2 separate regions of the Bicyclus anynana genome follow, and region 1 is linked to region 2. A link is a contact called in public Hi-C data. All regions are on one chromosome and are shown on one strand. The core of a region is the stretch at or near the end of the contact, and the rest is flanking DNA. Distances in the headings are between cores, read along the strand shown. Region 1 holds the start of LOC112048816 (radial spoke head protein 9 homolog). Region 2 holds the start of LOC112048828.

The links. A called contact is a pair of places that touch in the nucleus more often than the background predicts.
Region 1: a Hi-C map of whole larva shows a contact between it and region 2, with 5 times the contacts expected there. The contact joins the promoter of LOC112048816 here to the promoter of LOC112048828 in region 2. A contact is called at or near these places in 2 of 2 Hi-C or Micro-C datasets (whole body and whole larva).

The regions. Positions count from the first base shown.
Region 1 is chr9:579,957-583,073 of ilBicAnyn1.1, forward strand. LOC112048816 (radial spoke head protein 9 homolog) reads left to right here and starts at 1,460. Exons shown (of 1, transcript XM_024086484.2): 1 at 1,460-2,275. The coding sequence starts at 1,460. The coding sequence ends at 2,275.
Region 2 is chr9:355,829-358,937 of ilBicAnyn1.1, forward strand. LOC112048828 reads left to right here and starts at 1,452. Exons shown (of 3, transcript XM_024086506.2): 1 at 1,452-1,804; 2 at 2,584-3,109. The coding sequence starts at 2,588. LOC112057173 (protein lethal(2)denticleless) reads right to left here and starts at 1,174. Exons shown (of 4, transcript XM_052883475.1): 1 at 1,013-1,174; 2 at 741-937. The coding sequence starts at 1,055.

The DNA.
Region 1 (3,117 bases), core at 210-2,709, 220 kb after region 2:
CTTTTTTTTAAAAAAAACTATTTAACTAAAAAGCTTTGAGCTCGACCTGCCCTACTTACAATCAAAGCATAAAATCGAAAGGTAATCGCGCTTTAGCCAAACTTTTATTGAACTTTTTATATTTAAGTATTTCAGTAAGTACATTAATTATATACTACAAAAAAGGTTCAAAAACAGAGAGAAAGTACATACTTCAAAATGTAACTATTTAATTTGTAAATGTTATAAAAATAAACATGAAATTAAACACTTAGCGCCATCTGTCGGACAGTAGATAAACTAAAATACTAGCGCCATCGTGTTACGAGTAGCGCCAAGATTTTAAATTGTTGTTTTATTAATATTTACTATTCCTTTATCAATATTACTATTCCTTTAAACATCAAATAAATTAAGGACAAAATGATAAATAAAATAAATCTGGAATATTCTTATCCTATTATATTATGGTCCTTTTGAACGTAAGAAAGTAAATGAAATAAATTTCTTTCATAATTTTTCTAAAGTTGCAATTTTTTACCAGCCAATTTATTATTTTGCAGTACAGGTGATATATCTTATAAAATGTTACCCTGGAGTCTGCAAACAAGCAACTCGACTCTTCTACTTTTCGCAAAATAAGTAATTTGCTACTCAAGACGTCATCACTGTCCAAAATATATTGATCTATGGATACTATACCCCCATATACACTTGGGGATCACACTAAATTGGCTAAGTATAATATCAAATTACGAATTACGACCAACAGAGGGCCAGCAAATATTTGATGTCGCGTAGGTAATTGTCATACGAGACGTATCTCGTTTTACGTTGCCCTTTTTGGTGACCCTTAGGGGAAAAACAATCTTATATTTGTTTCTATTTAAGGGAAAAGAAACAACTTTCTTTGCTGACAAACATGTACCATAATTATGTATAGGACTACCTTACTTTCATAGTATAATTAATAATTATAAGATAAATAATAAGGGTAAGTAAAGGGTAAGTAATTATAAAAGAAATATTAAACTCCCCCAATGGTTTAATATTCCTTGCATCATTAGAAATCCATTTACCACTGACCATCATTACCCGTATCTCTATACTAATTTTATAAAGAGGAAAGATTTGATTGTGTGTTTGTATGGAATTAATAGGCTCTGAAACTACAGAACCGATTTGAAAAATTATTTCACTGTTGGGTACCTACACTATCCCTGAGTACTACAGGCTATAATTATTATATATTATTAAGAAACTCTTTGAAAACGTTTTTACACAAAATCTTTTAACAAAGGTTTTTTTTTTCAAATAGTTTAAATTTAGTTTAATATTTAAAAAAAAAACTTGAAAAGGTAACATTTAACCTGTCACTCTGTTGTCTTGCGCATGTTATGAAAAATAAATTAAATATTATTATAACAATTACATTACAAAATATATTTTAGATATTTGGTAATGTTTTTATTTAAAAACCATGAATATCCACAAACTGTGGGAGTACAAGGAATACGTCAACGTAAACGGAATGATGCTGAGCAGTGAGCTGATATCGCTCCTGCACAACTCTCTGACTATGCTGCAGGTGGAGAACCACTTCCTGCACGTCCAGTACTGGGGCCAGCTGTACGCGCTGGACGCGGACTACCACATCGCGGTCGGCATAAACAGGGACGCGCTCACGGACAGGAAGTACTACTACACCACCGACTTCAAATTCTGGGGCTTGCTGCCCAAATCGAAGAAGAAGTACAAACATCTCGCTTTATTAACCACATATCCGTTCAGCGGTGACCCGTCACTGAAGATCAAAGTTTTAGATGAAGCCTTAGACGAAAATAACCCAGACAGATGTCCGGTCATGAAAGAGGAGAGTCGTCTCGCTGCAACTATTAGCAACATTTGCGACGAAGCAGGAATATGCGCTCGAGGACAAATCCTAAAACAACCAGATGGGACGATTGTCATAAACCCCAACTACTACGGACTGACGGGCTCCGAGGCGAAGCTCCTCAAGTCCTATCTCCATATACGGACTCCACAGCATCGCTGGAATACCAATCTTCTAACCAGACAGGACTACAACTACAGCATGGATTTCTTGGACTCGATCGACCAAGACATACCGAGCGGCTGTTGGAACCTGTCTCTCGAGCAGAACGGCAGTGTTGTGTATTTGAAGAGTCTATATTGGCCCGGCATGATGTATTTCCATAAAGTGAGAACACCGGAGGCTGGTTTTTTATACGTTGGTAACGGTAGAAAAAATTTGGATGTGCCTTTTCTACTTTGATTGTAGTTTACTGAAGAATAAAGGCCTTTTATAAAGCTTTTATGCTAATTCAAGGAAATAGGACCTACATAATGACCATTCTAAATAAAGTCAACTTACTTTTTTCATTGAATTAATATGAAAGTGTGACTTTAAATCGAATTATCATTTTTAAAAAAAATTACTAACGTAAAAGCTGCAAATATGTATCATTATTATCAGCCGATGTCCACAGACATAGGCCTTTTGTAGGAAATCCCAAACATCACGATCCTGAGCCGCCTGCATCCAGCGAATCTCTGCGACTCGGCTTAATGTAAGTCCACCTGGTGTGGGTCGACCAACACTGTGCTTTGTAAAGCGGAGTCACCATTCCAGCACCTTGAAGCCCCAAAGTCCATCGGCTCTTCGTACTCTGTGCCCCACCCATAGCCACTTCAGCTTCGCGATTTGTTGAGCTATGTCGGTGACGTTGGTTCTTCTGCGGATCTCCTCGTTTCTGATTCGATCATGAAAAGATACTCCTAACATAGCTCGTTCCATCGCCCGCTGTGTGACTCTGAGCTTCATTCGAGCCATGACTTCGTATGAGGCCCATAGTTAGCGACCAAAACTCAGGACCATAGGTACTGGCAACATACTGGCAACACGCATTGTTCGTAGAATTTTGTCTTCAGGAACTGAGGAATTTCGGACGAAATAGATTAAGAAGCTGTGTTGTGTAAAAAGTGCGCGAAATATACAATGTTCACGGAAATTGCACTTTGCTCGCAAACGCTTGTTTCTAGCTCCTAGTGCCAATCGAGGTGGGAGGCGCCAAGTACGGTTAACTTGGCGCCGAGGTGAACCGTGCTAGACTATGA
Region 2 (3,109 bases), core at 202-2,701:
TAAAGTAATTTCTCATCTCATCTCAGCTGCAACAGCTTTAAGCAAATTGTTTGTGGGTACTTCATGGCTAGTGTTTTATATAAATCTAATAAAAATATATGGGTTGAAGACTATGACAGTATCTTAAGAGTCCTGCAGGACATTTGTAACAAGCCTCAGTGGTGCAGTTGTATGTGCGGTAGTTTGACAAGATAGAGGTCTGAGTTCCATCCCCGGCTGGGCTGATTGAGGTTTTCTTAATTGGTCAAGGTCTGGCTGGTGGGAGGCTTCTGCTGTGGCCATCACCATATCGGCAAAGATGAACTGCCAAGAGATTTAGCAGTCTGGTACAATGTTGTGTAGAAACTGACAGAGCTGTAGATTTTCATCCTCCTCCTAACAAGTTAGTCCACTTCCATATTAGATTGCATCATCACTTACCATCAGGTGAGATTGTAGTCAAGGGCTAATTTTTAAAGAATAAAACAAAATGCAGTCAGCCCACCATGCCACACTTTGTTGAAAATGTTGTGCAGTGAGTAAGGCACAGGTGTTGCGCCTTATACTCATAAGTCTATACACCAGCAACCATAACCTACCGAAAAAAGGAATACTACTCTGTGATAGAAATAAGGAAACAGTAATTAATATTGATAAACTAAAAACTAACTAATCTTAGTGTTTCAGCTATTTTATAGAAAAGAGAAGGTTGCACCTTTAGTAGACCATTACCATTGCCTGTGATAAATGCTGCTGTTTACCTGCGTAGCAACTCGACCGTCTTCATTTGCGAGGGCGAGAATGTGTTCGTAGCCCGAGGCTTCAGAAAATCGGCAGGCGAATATAGGTGGATCCTGCTCGAAGTTGCCAGCTAGAGGATCATTCTGCAGACCGTAAAACGACTCCTCCGACTGCACCACTAATCGTTTCAGGACATTATCGTAGTTAAACCGGGAGTCTGAAAAATGCCGCGCAAATATTGTTACTCGACTTCTTTATCACAATAAATTATGAATTTATGACGTGTACTTACATATTCCAAGTTGACGGTCGATAATGTTCTGTATGTCGTTCATTTTTCAGAAAGAAACGATGAACATTACGCTTTAATTTGCAGTAAATTCAGAATACAATAACCACAATAACAACCAATTTTACCCGCAAATTTCTTGAATTTTCTTTGACTTTTGACATAGACTTTGACGTTATTAATTTGACACTTTGTGTCAAACACCAGCGAGAAAAACAGTGCGTCGCGTTTGCGATTACGATGAAAAAAAGATCAAAATAATAAATGAAACAAATAAATTATTCCATAAAAAAAGGTTGATAACATAAAAACTATCTTCTATTTACGATTAAATATATTTGTAAAGCAGAAGGTAAAATGTTTTTTTGTATTTTATCAAATAAAAATAGATAAGAATTAATTAATTATTTAATCTGTCATGATTCGTGATTCTGTTTCTGCTGTCAAGCGTTGCCACAGACCACAGACAGATTACAAAATTTGCTGCAAGTTTGTGCCTGGTTTCATAAAATTTTTTATTTCTTCTTTTAGATTTAGAATCCATTTTAAGATACACTAGTCACTACGCTTGATTTTAGTGTATTATTTTCCCGTGAACTTTAAATGTGACTTCCCAGACGTTCTATTCTCCATTGGATACACTGTATTGACACTAATTGTATCTCGTCGTAAAGTATTATAGTTCAACAGTTTTTTAAAAAGTACGTCGTATTACTCGTAATTATTAATTTGTATGTATCTAAAGTTGTAAGGAAATCGTAATTAATAAGTTTCACCGCAGTATCAATCTTAAAAGTAAGTATTTTTTTATATTTTGCCATCGTATTTGTCACCCACAGACGGCGTCATATTGACAGAATTTTTTCTGGTGTACAGGAACAACATATCGAAATGTTCTTTTTAGCATAGTAAAGTAATCATAAAAAGTAACTTTGGCCCTTGGATTTCGCTGCATGAATATCTCGTTTAATCATAATGTTTAAGTGTACATGGTTTTACAGTACTCAATCGATTTTGATCAAACTTGTCTGACAATTTTAGCTTTTCTTTTTATGTAATTTGTCGTGATTTGCTGCCATTAATAAGATGCACAAGCTATGCAGAACATGAAAAAATCAACTGAGAAAAGAGGAAGCACTTGAAATTTTTAACAGTGATAGAAGAAACATGGAAGTCTGCTACACACACTGGGAAAAAAATTAATTTAATTAACAATAGGCTGTTGAGTGATGACTAACTGTCTCGCTGGTGCAGTTGTTAGCCTATGTGGTTTCAGATCATGTGGGTCTGGGTTGGGCTAACAGATACTAAGTTGTGCTATCTTCTTTAGTTCTTCGTATCTTCTAGTTTTTAGGAAAAATTCTCAACACAAAGTTGGCCTTTGGAGTTCGGAGAGCATGTTATGTTAAGCCATCATTATCATTAATAAATGATAGTGGTTGTTGATGATTTTAACATTATCGACCTAGTCTCCCACATAGTCGCAGCATGGTGCGGTAATTAGAGAGGCCTGGCCTGCACCTTCAGAGCCAATAAAATAGGCTGATAATGATGAATGTTAATACCTATTCCAGGTGCATGGAATGTGATGACAATGGGATCAAGCGTGCAGCTTCGGCAGCGGCGGGTGGGCGCAGGCTCCAGCGGAAGCGCAGAGCTGCTGGTGCAGGCGTCGTGCGGCTGGCGCTCCCCGCTGCAGTGCCTGGCTCGGCTGCTGTGCGACCAGTACAAAACCATCACCTGTCGCCTGCTGCCCCGGCCCTGCCCTCATCACATCTTCAACCACAGGATCCTCCCTTTATGAACAACATGGATGAGATATCATACTGGATTTACACCAAGAGAGCACCCTGTCTCTTCAACTATGACAACATTCTGAAGAAACAAGTGGAGCAAGCTCAATGCTCTACAGCGAAGCCGCCAAGTGTTAAAAGCAAAATTGAAGATGAATCACCCAGAAAGAAAAGAAAATTGCAACTGTTGGACGATGATTCTGTATCTACAGAAAAGCGACAGAATGTGTACTTCAAAGCTCCACAGAATCAAAAACCTGCAATTGAGAGTCGCAAATCTGATATGGATGGCTCTGATACAGATTTC